Linked DNA regions of Sus scrofa: region 1 is linked to region 2. Evidence: chromatin contacts called from public Hi-C data. All regions are on one chromosome and are shown on one strand. Each heading gives the region's core, a stretch centred on a gene start, on an enhancer-like site or on the middle of the called end of the contact. The rest is flanking DNA. Distances are from core to core; before and after follow the strand shown. Region 1 has its middle 6.1 kb from the start of TAC4. Region 2 overlaps FAM117A (protein FAM117A).

The links. Hi-C and Micro-C count contacts between places; a contact is called where the count stands out from the background.
Region 1: a contact with region 2 is called in a Hi-C map of skeletal muscle, with 7 times the contacts expected there. The contact joins two enhancer-like sites. A contact is called at or near these places in 3 of 47 Hi-C or Micro-C datasets (heart right ventricle, mesenteric adipose tissue and skeletal muscle).

The regions. Positions count from the first base shown.
Region 1 is chr12:26,027,334-26,034,248 of Sscrofa11.1, forward strand. No RefSeq gene overlaps it. Among named protein-coding and RNA genes, the nearest start is that of TAC4, 6.1 kb to the left of the region's middle. Within about 2 kb of position 1,723, at least 61 of the 83 cell types and tissues checked have an H3K27ac peak or open chromatin away from gene starts, as enhancers often do. A contact at or near this core is called in skeletal muscle, where this site is marked.
Region 2 is chr12:25,908,962-25,915,862 of Sscrofa11.1, forward strand. FAM117A (protein FAM117A) reads right to left here. Exons shown (of 8, transcript XM_003358095.5): 2 at 4,993-5,162. Among named protein-coding and RNA genes, the nearest start is that of SLC35B1, 24 kb to the left of the region's middle. Within about 2 kb of position 2,325, at least 25 of the 83 cell types and tissues checked have an H3K27ac peak or open chromatin away from gene starts, as enhancers often do. A contact at or near this core is called in skeletal muscle, where this site is marked.

The sequences.
Region 1 (6,915 bases), core at 473-2,972, 120 kb after region 2:
TTCAGTACCTCTACCACCCGCACCACCCATGCCCAGCAAGGTGTCTGGCTCCACTTCTCCCAGAGGGGCCAGCTGGGCTGAGGACAACCCTGCCAGTCTGCCGTTTTATGCCACGAGCGCTCTGAGAGTGGGGCGGTGCGGTATGTGTGCTTGGCACACAACAGGAGTCCAGACTGGTGAAGGCAGAGATGAAGAAGGGCAAGTGTGGTTTGGGGAGGACAGCTTCTCACACACCCTCCGCTCCCTTCCAGGAATCTCTTTGGTGAATCCCAGCCCGATGGTTTCGGAATCCCTGCATTTGCTAAAATGCAGGTTGCCCAGCTCCACGCTTTGAGATGGAGCCAACCCTGGTCTGGGAATCAACACAGCCCCCATCCCCTGAACTGTCCCAAGGGCAGGGCACTTCATAGCTCATGTTCCACTGTTGTTAACAAGTTCGCCCTTACAGGGACAAGCAGACCTTTCGATTTACAGATGGGGAAACTAACACTGGGTTTCTCAAGCTAGCAGGCTGGGCTTGCTCTAGGTTACACTGAGATTTGGGGCCAACTAGCATCCCAGGATCCCTGTCAGTAGCTTCCCACCTTCCTCCTGGGCCTTAGCCCACAACAGTTAGCAGCTCAGGGTTGGAGGCAGAGTTACAGCATGGGCCTCTGGGCAGGGGGAGAGGGTTTCCCCATTCTGCAGGTCCAAACAAGGTGGCCTTAGGACCCAAGAACACTTTTTTTTTTTTCCCCTCGTCTTTTTCTAGGGCCAAATCCGGGGCCTATGGAGGTTCCCAGGCTAGGAGTCCAACCAGAGCTGAAGCCACCAGCCTACACCACAGCCACAGCAAGGCCAGATCCGAGCTGCATATGTGACCTACACCACAGCTCAGGCAACGCAGGATCCCCGGCCCACTGGGTGGGGCCAGGGCTCGAACCTGCAAACTCATGGTTCCTAGTCGGATTCATTAACCACTGAGCCATGATGGGAACTCCCCAAAGGCATTCTTTGAACCTCTGCAAACTGGAGCCACCCCTCAACTAGTGGTGGGAAATACTTCACGGATGCCCGCCCTTAAAGGACTCTGTCAGTGCGCATAATATGTGCTCAATTAATCCTAACTTAGTTTTTGTGATTATTCGACTTCTGGGGCCCTGGACCTCAGCGCTGGTCTCCTGGCCCCGGCTGGCTGCGTGGGACGGGGTGTGGTGGGTGCACGGGAAGGGAGGAGGGTGCAGGAAGGGGCCACCGGGCAGAGGAGAGGACGGCAGGAAGAAGGAAGAGAAAATCCCAAAGGTCCGGAAGGCCGGGAGGGAGGCCGGGCACGGGTTGGAAACCGCGGCTATTTGCAGCCTTGCCCTCGGGCTGCGGTCGGGCTGGCGCTTGCGGCCCCCGGCAGCCGAGCCCGCCGCCCCGCCCGGTGCCCTCGGCCACCCGGGCACGGCCCTGGCCAGCGCGTCTCTCCTCGCCCCAACCTCGCGGCCCGGCGAAGGGTCGGGGCGCCGAGGCTGAGCAGGGGACAAGGCTGGCAGAGCGGGCGGCGCGCGGGCGGCGGGCGGACCGCGGGGTGGGTCGCGGCCGCGGCGAGGCTGCCCGGGCGCCGGGTGGGCGCGCGCGATTGCTAAAGGCTGCGGTTTGGCTAAGATTGCGGAGCCGGGAGGAGAAAGGACGCACGAGGGAGGAGAGCAGAGACGGGGGAAACACGAGCCGAGGGCGGGATGCGGGCAGGAAGCTGACGTTTCCAGAGCGCCGAATGCGTCCAAAGGAGGTGGGACGACTGGCCGGCTCCGGGAGGCTGGGTGCCTCGGGCCAGGCCGCCCAAGCTGGGAAGTGGCAGAGTCGGGAACCTGATCGGCCTCCCCGCCGCGGGCTCTTTCCCCACGACGGAGAAGGGCCCGGGCGGGAAGGGGAGCTGGGGGAGCTGGCGATCTGGGTTCCCCCAGCCCAGAGGATGCCGCCGGGACCTTGCTTCCGTCTTTCCCGCGCCCTTCCAGCGCCCCCATGTGGAGGCTTCTTCTGAAGCCCGATCCCCACCCCCTACCCCGCCAACTCCGAGTTGGCAGATCCAGGCGCCGGCAAGAGCTGAGTCCAGGTCTCAGGGTCTGTCCCTTGCATAGAGAGGCGGGAGGTAAAGGAGGGGCTGGGCCATCAGAGGAGGCGAGCTTCCTGCGGGCGGGCAGCGCCATCCTTCCAATGAAAGGGTAAAAGTAGCCGGGAGTGCATGACGGGGGCAATAGTCTTTGCACTCTGTGGATCCTTCCAGAGGCCATGACTTTACTGCGAATCTTTGAGGTCACATTCATGCATTCATTCATTGATTCTGGATTTGCTACGTACCTTACCTCATGGGCGTTACCCCAGGACACAGATGAAAGAAACAGATGAACGTTTGAACACGTTTAACAGTGTGGAAGGGGCCATGGCAAGGGCATGGGGGAAGAGAAGACTCCTGGACCCCTTGACCCACACTTGTCCTAGACAAAACACGTTGGGTTTGGAAAAGTGGGTCTCTCCAAGCACAGGTCGCAGATGGAGCAAACGAGCCTTAGCCCTCTTGTGTATGCGTGGCAGACAATTTAGCCCCAGCCTGCCTTCCTTTGGGCATTTCTAGCCTCTCAATAATATCCTGAAGGTCTCTGGGAGGCCCTGAAGGTATAGATAGCCCGGTTTCAAAATTCTGAGTCCTGAGAATGATTTATTTTTTTTATTGATGTATTTCCTTTTTAATTTTTTTCTGAGAATGATTTAAACAGCCCCTATCAGAGTTCCTGTCATGGCTCAGTGGTAACAAACCCCAACTAGTATCCATGAGGATGCCTCACTCAGTGGGTTAAGGATCCTGCGTTGCCGTGAGCTGTGGTATAGGTCGAAGATGTGGCTCAGATCCTGTGTGGCTGTGGCTGTGGTGTAGGCCAGCAGCTGTAGCTCTGATTCAGCCCCTAACCTGGGAACTTCTAGATGCTGCAGGTGCGGCCCTAAAAAGCAAAAAAAAAAAAAAATAATAATAATAATTTAAGTCAGGACTATGGCCTTAACAAATGGTAGCAATAATTACTGCTATGAATAATATAATTAAACAATAACACTCATCCCTATGTCACAGGCAAGCCAGATTAAGGAAAACCATTTCAGCTTTCCCTGACATTGTGTCATTGGATTGAGAGTTTCTTAAGGACAGGACTGGGTTTCTCCTGTCGGACCAGGAGCTCCTTGTGGCCAAGTCTCTTAGACAAGGTTCAGTGTGCCTGACCTTAAAGTTTAGGGTTCAGAAGCTTCAGGCCTGGGTGCTGAGGGAGGCGTTTCGAGTCCCCCTGGTAGGGGGACATGGTTCTGCCTCGGCCCTTGCCTGACATGTGCGGTGAAGTCTCTCCTTGTGCTTGCGTCTCCCAGCGCCTCTGTGTGATCCAGGCGTCTGGAGTCTGACCCCATTAGTGGGCGAGGAGAAGCTCATGCTTCCAGTTGGCCTTTTCTTGCTGGATCTTGGTGGGTGAGGGTGGCAGAAAAGCAAACAAGCTAATTGAAAATATAAGTACCACGTACTCTCCTGAGTTGACCAAGTGGAACCTCCAGAGCCCACTGTCTGCAGAACAGTTTGTTTCTCGGTTCAGGGAGGAGGCTGGAGGCAGCCCATGGGTTGGGTAACTTGGCTGATGGGGGACGGGGGCATGGGACTCAGGGTTGGCCCCTGTCCTGCTCACCCGGGCTGGAACATCTGAGCTCTCAGTGAGACTCTGTAGAGGCTGCCTAAGGATCGGGGAATGAAGAGATGAAGCCTTGAATGCCAGGTCGAGGCATGTGGGTTTTATCTGGCAGACACTGGGGAGCCATGGAAGGTTTTGGAAGAAAGGAGTTATGTGGGGATTGTGTTTGTTTCCTTTCATGGGTTCCCCGATCCTCCTTCCCTCATTGAGGAGCTGGAGACAAGGAAGAAAACTTTGAGGAAGTGATTGTGATTGTCTATAGCGGACATTGTGGACCTAGGGCTGGGGAGAAGAGGACTGTTTGTGTCATTGCAAAGGGTGTCAGCAGGTCTGAGGTCTGGAGGGAGGGGTGAGGAAAGCACTGGGCTGGCGAAGAAGAAGGGGAGCCCCTCTGGGAGGGTGGGGAGCTGCTGGTGTGTAGCACTTTGGACAGTCTGAGAGTTTGAAAGGTCTGTGAGTGTGCAAGAGAGGAGGCTGGGAGTTTCTCAGAGCCTGGGGGACAAGGTCATGGAGCTTTAAGGAGGTCAGGGGACTGAGCAGGTGAAGCTAGGGGAGACCAAGATAACAGAGGGGAGATGAGAATAAAGAAGTTAAAGCTGGCGATCTGAGCAGCCTCGGGATTTAAGAGGCTGGGGATGGACAAGGGGGTGGTGTGAAAAGGAGAATTTAGAAGAATGGGTGCATTGGGATGGAAGAGAGGGCTAGGAGTTCCCATTGTGGCACAATGGTTAACGAATCCGACTAGGAACCATGAGGTTGCGGGTTTGATCCCTGGCCTCGCTCAGTGCATTAAGGATCCAGGGTTGCCGTGAGCTGTGGGGTAGGTCGCAGACGCGGCTCGGATCCCGAGTTGCTGTGGCTGTGGTGTAGGCCGGTGGCTACAGCTTCGATTCGACCCCTAGCCTGGGAACCTCCATATGCCGCGGGAGCAGTCCTAGAAAAAGCAAAAAGACCAAAAAAAAAAAAAAAAAAAAAAAAAAAGAGGGCTAGACACCAAAGCAAGAGGTGCTTATAAAAGACACATGCATACTATTGTGTGTCAAGATCCATGGGGTTGGGTTCCAGGACCACCACAATTTGAGGACGCTCAGGTCCCTTATATAAAATGGCATAGTCTTTGCATGCACCTTACACACTAGCTTACCTACCTCCTGCCCTATACTTTAAACCATCGCTAGATTACTTATAATGTAAATGCTCTGCAAATAGCCATCAGTACAATGTAAATGGTATGGAAATAGTTGCTGTCACATAGCAAATTAAATTTTGCTTTTTGGAACTCTACGGAATTTTTTTCCCGAATATTTTCAATCCACAGTTGGCTGAGTCTGTGAATTTGGAACCTGAGGAGATGAAGGGGCCAGTTGATAAACCAATATGCATATGTTAATATCCAGAAAAAGGGCTGTGAAGTACACATGGGTGGTTGTAGTGGTAACTTTTGAGATGGATAGCAGGTAAAGAGCATTTTCCATCATCTATTCCATGCCCAGTATGATCTGAATATTTTATTGTTCTTTTTTTTTTTTTTTTTTTTTTTTTTTGCTATTTAAGGGCCACACCTTCGACATATGGAATTCCCAGGCTAGGGGTTGAATGGGAGCTGTAGCTGCTGGCCTGTGCCACAGCAATGCGGGATCCAGGCTACATCTGCAACCTATGCCGCAGCTTATGGCAATGCTGGATCCTTAACCCACTGAGCAAGGCCAGGGACTGAACCTGCATCCTCATGGATCCTAGTTGGGTTCGTTAACAGCTGAGCCATGAAGGGAACTCCTGATTTGAATATTTTACAATGAGATTATATGTGTGTATTACTTTTCCAATTTAAGACAAGATCAAAATTAATCTAAATATCCATTAGCAGGGAAATGGATAAATCAATATGGCAGTGGAATACCACACAGCAGTGAAAATGAATGAACTAAAGTTTATCAACTGTGGATAAAACTCATATAATATTCGACTAACGAAAGTTGCAGAAGGATACCTAGAGTATGATTGTATCTACAGAGAATTTTAAAACATGAAAAACATATATCTATATTTTTTTCCCCTCATTTTTGGCCACCCTGCAGCATATGGAGTTCCCAGGCCAGAGATCAGATCCAAGCTGCAGTGACAACCTAAGCCGCAGTTGAGGCAATGCTGGATCTTAACCCACTGTGCTGGGCATCAAACCTGTGTCCTACCGCTCTCAAGATGCTGCCAACTCTGTTAAGTCACAGCAGGAGCCCCCATCTATCCATATTATAAAAAGTACACATCCATATAGCAAAAGTACACATGGGGAGGGAGAGGGGATTAGGGAAGGGATATAGGTCATTTCAATTTTCTCTGTAATGATGCCTTTCTTTTCTTTTCTTTTGTCTTTTTAGGGCCGAACCTGTAGCACATGGAGGTTCCCAGGCTAGGGGTCGAATTGGAGCTGTAGCCGCTGGCCTATGCCAGAGGCACAGCAATGCGGGATCCAAGCTGCGTCTGTGACCTACACCACAGCTCACAGCAACGCCAGATCCTTAACCCACTGAGCGAGGCCGGGGATCGAACCCGCAACCTCATGGTTTCTAGCTGGATTCGCTAACCACTGAGCCATGATGGGAACTCCTGCAGTCAGATTCTTAACTCACTGCGCCACAGCAGGAACTCTGAGGAACTTGTCTTTGATGTTGCTGATAGTCACACAGTGAAGCTGTCTTGTGGAGTAAGTGGACTCATCATCCAGGGAACCAAAGAGGTGACAGTGGCCAGGGCCACTCAGCGCTGCTGGAGGTGTCGATTGGCCCTGAGGCAGGGGGATGACCAGGCTGACTTTGGCAGGACTCAGCAAGTCTCTGGCGCCCAGGGGGCGGGTGGGCGAGGACAGTGTTGAGGCTTGAAGGTTTGGGGAGGCAAAAGCCAAACCCTGGTGCCCAGGCATGGAGAGTGGGCGATGCCCAGGCTTGGCAGACAGCAGGCTGAAAGATGCTGTGCCAAGCTGGGGAGAGGGGCTGCCAGGGTTGGAGATCAGAGGAGCGGACGGGGGAGGGCCTGGGCACTGTCAGGGCTTGAAGCAGGAGGCCTCCAGGGGCAGGGTGGCGGTGGGTGGATTGTGGGGATCAGTGAGGCCAGGGGGTGGCCGGGAGGAAGTGGGCAGTGCCAAAGGAGCAATAGGAGAATCAGTGCCAGCTTGGGGCAAGGAGGGCAGGGGGAGGGAGGCCTCACACCTATTCTTTCCCCAGGTCTCATT
Region 2 (6,901 bases), core at 1,075-3,574:
GACGCGGCTCGGATCCCGTGTTGCTGTGGCTCTGGTGTAGGCCAGTGGCTACAGCTCCAATTCGACCCCTAGCCTGGGAACCTCCATATGCTGCAGGAACGGCCCAAAGAAATAGAAAAAAAAAAAAAAAAAAAAAAAAAGAAAGAAAGAAATCCAGCAGGGAATCAGCCCCGAGGGACTCTGGCTCGAAAAAGAGGCAGGAAGGGCTCTGAGGGTGGTCTGCCGGCCAGCACCGGGAACGCTGGCTGCAGGTGGCCAAGGCCATCATCCCTGGCCCTGTGGTGACTGTGTGACCCTCAGATTTTCCATCATGAACCTATTTGCAAATATTCTGTGCTGTTGACCAGTCCTGCTCATCAGTCCTGGAAACAGGCACTGGGCCCGGGCCCTGACACCTGCAAAGAAAGGCTGTGATGAGCGGGCTGAATCGTGTGTCATCACCACATGCTGAGGCACTGGGCTGGGAAAAGGAGGAGGCCGGCTTACAGGTAGGAAAGTCAGGGCAAGGGAAGTCTTCCCCAACAAAGCATGCCACCTCTGCCCTTGGCCTTCAGGACACTCCAAGAAGTGTGTCAGGGATTTAAGCTCATTTTTTTCCCCCAAAGGGTAACTCAGGCCTAAAGGAACAAAAGTTGATCAGAAAGGCCTTCCCCACCGGACCTGGCACCTGGGAGGAATCGGGGCCAGGGATGGGCAGGACCAGGGGCCAGGTGGAGCGGGCACCCAGGGTCCTGTCTGTCTGCACGATGAGAACACCAGCGGGGGAACTGGGCTCTAACAGTCATCCCAGCTGTGGTGAGACCACTTCCTCCCTCCAGAAAAGTGTGAGAAGACTCGCAGCAAGGAGGGCGGGGGCGACCGCAACCACCTGCCTGTGTGGCCATCGCCCACCGTGGCCCAGCGCCAGAAAAGCCCAGCTCAAAGCGCTTGGGGGCCAGCTCTGAGAGGCCAGCTGACCCGGTGGAGGGCACTCCAGAAAAGGGGAAGCATGTTGAGATTGACCTAGACAATCCTCCGAGGCGCAAAGAAACCTCTAGATAATGGTGACATCACCCGAGAGCCTTCCTAGTCCTTGCTGACTGGCCCCTCCGTGTCCAGCTCCCACTGCACCCAAGTGCTTCCTAACAGCCACCAAGCTGTCCCCCGGGCGACCTGGCCACCCTGCTCCCGTCGTGTACCCTGGCTCAGAGCAGGCAGCAGCCCCGAAGCACACCATCACTCATCACCGCATCCACAAGCCATTTCCCGAATAAGATCCATCCATCTCTCTCCCTCACCTGCCCCCGATATTTGGGGAAGCCAGCGCTCCATGTCAGACTCTAAATTGCCTGGGAACCACCCATGCTATCCTTCGTGCCTGCCTATGAGCTTAAGCCCCAGCTGAGCCCAGGGAGGGAACAGCAGGACAGGTGGCCACCTGCTTTGTTCAAAAACCCAGGGCTTTTAACCCCACCTCTTGCCTTGTAAGAAGCCTTAAGGACGCAGTGTGCCTGGATGTCTAAATGGCAGGTCTTCGGCCATGAAACTTGCAGGGCTCTTCCTTGCTTGGGTGCTGGTGGTGGCAGGGGGCGGGTGGGGGGAAGCCAAGCTGCTCGGCTGCTGTCCTTCCTGCAAGCTCTGCCCCGGGAGGGCCAGGCTGTGTCCAGAGACACATTCCACAGCTGGCTCAGGATGTGAGTTGGGGTGGGGGGCAGAAGGGAGGGCCTGCCAGAGGCGTGGATGTACCACACTGGTGTGGCCAGAAGAGAAGGCACAGAAGGGGAGGGGAGGGGTGGGAACAGCCCCGCCTCGAGCTCAGAGGCATGAGGGAAAGGCGCTGGCATCCCTTATTTTTAGCAACTTAAAAGCTTTCAAGGGCTTTGTTAGATCCTGCCTCCCTACCTCCCCTCTGCTCTTCCATCTCCCCAGAAAACCTCTCCCTCATCCCCAGTCCTTTCTGGGTGAGGTCGGGCTGAGCTGGGAAGGGGCATCTGTGATTGAGGGAGCGGCTCAGGTCTCATGGCATCAACGCCAGTGTTGAAGGAGGTAGCTTGTGCCAGGCCAGGGCGCTCAAGCAGGCATTTGAATGCAGCCCAAAACCTAGAAGCAGAAAATTCCCAGGAGGCCAGGAATGAAAGATGGGGCAGAGTGCATACTTGGGCTGGGATGCCTACGTTGATCAGAACTCTCCCATCTCCTGACTGCAGCCACAATATTGACAGGTTGCTAAGAGTTCCTCGAGGGCTGGAGCCCATCCCAGGGAAAGAGGAAAGCTGCATGGCTTGGCCTTGCCAGACCCACGGAGGCGCATCGCTGACCTCTGTCTTGCTGTGGCAAGAAGCCCAGACTTGTTACATAAAAGATCTGGCCTGCAGCTGGAGCCTGAGCAAAAACACACAGCCTAGAGCCCATGCCTCTCAATCCGGCCAGAGAACATCTGAGGCCAAGCCTGCCCTGAGTTGACAAAGAGAATGCTATCTGAGGAGTGGGGTGGGGGCTTCCTAGAAGGCTGGTAGCAAGAAATGAGAGGGATACAGGGATACGAGGATGGAGGCAGGGAGCTGCGTGGGAGCCCATGTCTGATGAAGGGGGATGCCAGCATGAGCTTACACCACTGGAAGCAACCTCAAGTCCTGCTCCTCCAGGAAGCCCTCCATGACTAGACACGCTTGGACTAAACATTCCTCGGGAAAAAGAAAGGGGTGTGTGCTCCAGGCCTGTGAATGGGAAGCATAACCTACCCCCCTTGCCCTTTTTGGGGGTGGGGGGGCAGGGATCAGCAGTGACCCGGGCTCCCAAGAAGTCGGCCTACTCTGCCTGCTACGTGGGGCGTGCTCCCCCTTCAAACCTCTCCCCAGAGTGAAAGAGCGCCATCGGTTTTTAACTGCGGCAAACTCTTGTTGGTCCAAGGTGGTGTGTTCCCAGGAGAAGCCCCCTCCTGTAAACTGTGCCAGACACTCGGCGCTCCGTTCCCTGGCCTTCATGGAGCTGGCATCCAGACTCACCAAGGCCAAATCTTGTTCTCATTTCCTGGTTCTTCCCTCCGACCTGCCAAGAACAGGACTGGGCATTCAAACATTCACTAATAACATCTGAAAACGGATCTCATTTAAAAAATAAATAAAAGAAAGCGGCTGACGACGCGATGTGCTCAGCAGAGCACGACGGGGGACGTGAGAGCAGAAAACCCTTTGCCATTTGGCCGCCACCCCACCTCCGACGACGCAGGCGGGGCAGGCACGCTCCAGCAGCGGGTGAAGGAAGGGCGGCTGGCCTGGCATCCCCCAGGATTCGGGCTGCCTCTGAGCCTGTGTTCTCCCCACCCTGTTTCCTCTTTCCTGAGAACAGCTCATTTGTTCGGAAGCTGAACAGGAATGGGTTTAAACTGCCACAAAAGTGAGAGAAGAGTTGACTCTTCAAAACGTCACTGCTGAGAAGGTTGAAGTTCTGAGTCGGATGAAGAAATACCTTTGTATAATTTCACATACAGAGTTCCCACAGTGGCACAGCGGCAATGAATCTGACTAGGAACCATGAGGTTTCAGGTTCGATCCCCACCATGGGTTAAGGATCTGGCATTGCTGTGAACTGCGGTGTAGGTCTCAGACGCGATTCGGATCCCATGTTGCTATGGCTGTGGTGTAGGCCGGCAGGCGCAGCTCGGATTGGACCCCTGGTATGGGAACCTCCACATGCCGCGGGTGCAGCCCTAAAAAGACAAAAAAAAAAAAGAACAAAGCAGACTTGCTTAACTATAAAACCATAAATAAAAGCACAAGATATGGAGTTTCCGTCGTGGTGTAGTGGAAATGGATCCGACTAGGAACCATGAGGTTGCAGGTTTGATCCCTGGCCTTGTTCAATGGGTTAAGGATTTGGCGTTGCTGTGAGCTGTGGTGTAGGTCGCAGACACAGCTCAGATCCTGCGTTGCTGTGGCTGTGGCGTAGGCCGGTGGCTATAGCTCCAATTAGACCCCTAGCCTGGGACCACTCCACATGCCATGGGTGTGGCACTAAAAAATAAATAAATAAATAAAATAATTTTACAAACGAGATGACTGCTTAGGCTAACACTACCTCATTCCAAAACTGCCCCATGGGCTGGATGATTGATGGAGATCCCTTCCAAGTTTAGGATTCTTCGTGAAAAGACTATTGTGAGGAAAAATCCTGAAGGAGGGGACCTGGCCTCCACAGGACTCAAACGGATCCAGTGCAGTGCTGGAGCGGGCTGCTGACTAGGGATCAACTCTCCATTATCTGAGAACTTTCCCGTTGCTCCAGTGGGACCTATCGTGGCTCAAGACTTTTTGGCCACCCTTTCCAGTTGTCTGGGGATAAATTAACTCCATTGAATGTTGACTTGTTTTAACAAGGTAAACATCCTCTTTTGTGTGTGTGTGTGTGTGTGTCTTTTTAGGGCCACACCCACAGCATGTGGAAGTTTCCATGCCAGGGGTCCAACTGGAGCTGCAGCCGCCAGCCCACACCACAGCCACCACAACGCCAGATCCAAGCCGCATCTGTGACCTACACTACAGCTCACAGCAACGCTGGACCCTTAACCCACTGAGCGAGACCAGGGAATCGAACCTGCGTCCTCCTGGATTCCAGTCAGATTCGTTTCCGCTGAGCCACGATGAGAATGCCATCAATTTTTTGGCATGTCATTTTTTGAAACCTAGGATAAATCCCCAGATCAGCTGTGCTTACCTGCACATGAAAACTCAAAGCCAAATGGATAAACCCAGATTGACTTCTCTTTCCCACCAGTCAGGTAGAATGGAGATTCATTTTCAGGTAAGTTAATGGAGATTCATTTTCAGGTAAGTTTATGGAGAGAATCAAACTGGTAAAGATGAGAGGATGAAAAGCTACATGGTGACGATGTGTGGCCAAAGCCCGGGGCAGGTCATGTCTCTGACCAAGTGCTGGTAAGCAGCCCCAAGGCCGCCTCAGCCAGCCCACTGCCCCATCCTTACCCCTCAGCCCATGAGCAGAGCGCTTCATTACCTGGGTGGCCTTGTCATTGGTACAGCAGGTGAAGGCCCCATCAGCATCTCGTGGCCACTGGCCCAGAAGGTAGGAGCTGAGGATGGTGTCCAAGGAGAAGGTACGTCGGACCTGGGGCGGCTGAGGCCTGCACACTGGCTTTTCAGGGGCCACAGAACACGGGACGCTGGCTGGAAGAGAGCACAGCCCGCACGGCGTGACGTCAGCATGAAGGAAGCAGACATGGTAACTGACCTTGTCTCCTTTTGTTTTGTTTTATTTGTTTGTTTTTGTCTTTTTGCCATTTCTTGGGCCACTCTTGCGACATATGGAGGTTCCCAGGCTAGGGGTTTAATCAGAGCTGTAGCCACCGGCCTACACCAGAGCCACAGCAACACGGGATCCGAGCTGCATCTGCAACCTACACCACAGCTCATGGCAATGCCAGATCCTTAACCCACTGAGCAAGGCCAGGGATCAAACCCGCAACCTCATGGTTCCTAGTCGGATTCGTTAACCACTGCGCCACAACGGGAACTCCTGACCTTGTCTCCTTTTGGAAGCCTCTCGAGACTGCCAGTCTTCCCTTCTATCCGCCTCCCTCCTGACTCAACCAGCTGTTCTTTGTCACTGGAAAGAATTTATACCATTGCACTCCGGACAAGGGGTTACTTTATACATGTCCTCTCTTTCTTCTGTTCCTAATGAACTGTGACCTCCCAGGTCTGCGTCCCAAGTTTCCTGAGAGCAGGACTGTTTCCCATCACTAAAGAGGTCCCTGGAAGTGAATGGAAAGCATGGGTTCCTCCATCTTTTATTTCCTGCCCTTCTTCCTCCCTCCAGCTTTATTACAGGGTTCCTCCACACGGCACAAATTCAAACAATTCACTGAAGGGCTCCCCCCACTTTCTTCAAGGCTGGCTGGCTCCAGGGACCCTAGGTGCCTCAGACAAAGAGGATGAGCATCCAACTCGTCTGGTTCTCTCTTCTGCCTCTGACTTCTGGCTACATGGGACAGAAATAAAGCACTTATAAATCCACTCATTTTATTTTGACCTCGGCTAAAGCATTCCGGGGGAAGGTCAAAGTCACTGTTGATCACCTGCAAGGGTGCTGGAATCACCTTTAAGTTGCAGCCATCTGGGTTGACCGTGTTTTTCAGGCCACATTCAAAGCAGCCTACGATCTTAAGGTCCATCAGGCTCTTTCCTCTCCAGAGAGCAAAATGCTTTCACATCTGCACTAATCTGTTGATAGTTCACGTGTGCATTCAGCACAGCAAAAGGAACTGGGGACTGCAGATATAAATAAACTTGAAGAGCTTGATATTTAAAAGACACTAACAGGTTGTCAGTTCCTCAAAAAGTGAAATATAGAATCACCATGCTATCCAGCAATTCCGCTTCTAGGGAGATAAACAAAAGAATTGAAAGGAGGGTCTCAAAGAGGTATTTGTACACCCAGGTTCGTGGAGCACTATCCACAGATGCCAAGAGGTGAAAACAGGAGTTCCCCTTGTGGCTCAGCGGTTAGCGAATCTGACTAGCATCCGTGAGGTTGCAGGTTCGATCCCTGGCCTCTCTCAGTGGGTTCAGGATCCGGTGTTGCCCTGAGCTATGGTGTCGGTTACAGACGAGGCTCAGATCCTGCGTTGCTGTGGTTGTGGCATAGGCCGGCGGCTACGGCTCTGATGGAACCCCTAGCCTGGGAACTTCCAGACGCTGTAGGTGCGGCCCTAAAAAGCAAAAATCAATAAATCAAGAGGTGAAAACACCCCAAGTGTTCATCGACAGATGAATGGATAAACCAAATATGGTCTACACATAAAAAGGAGTGTTTAGCCTCAAAAAGGAATGAAATTCTAACACATGCTACTTACACCATGGGTGAAACTTCAAAACATTGCACCACATGAAATAAGACGGACACA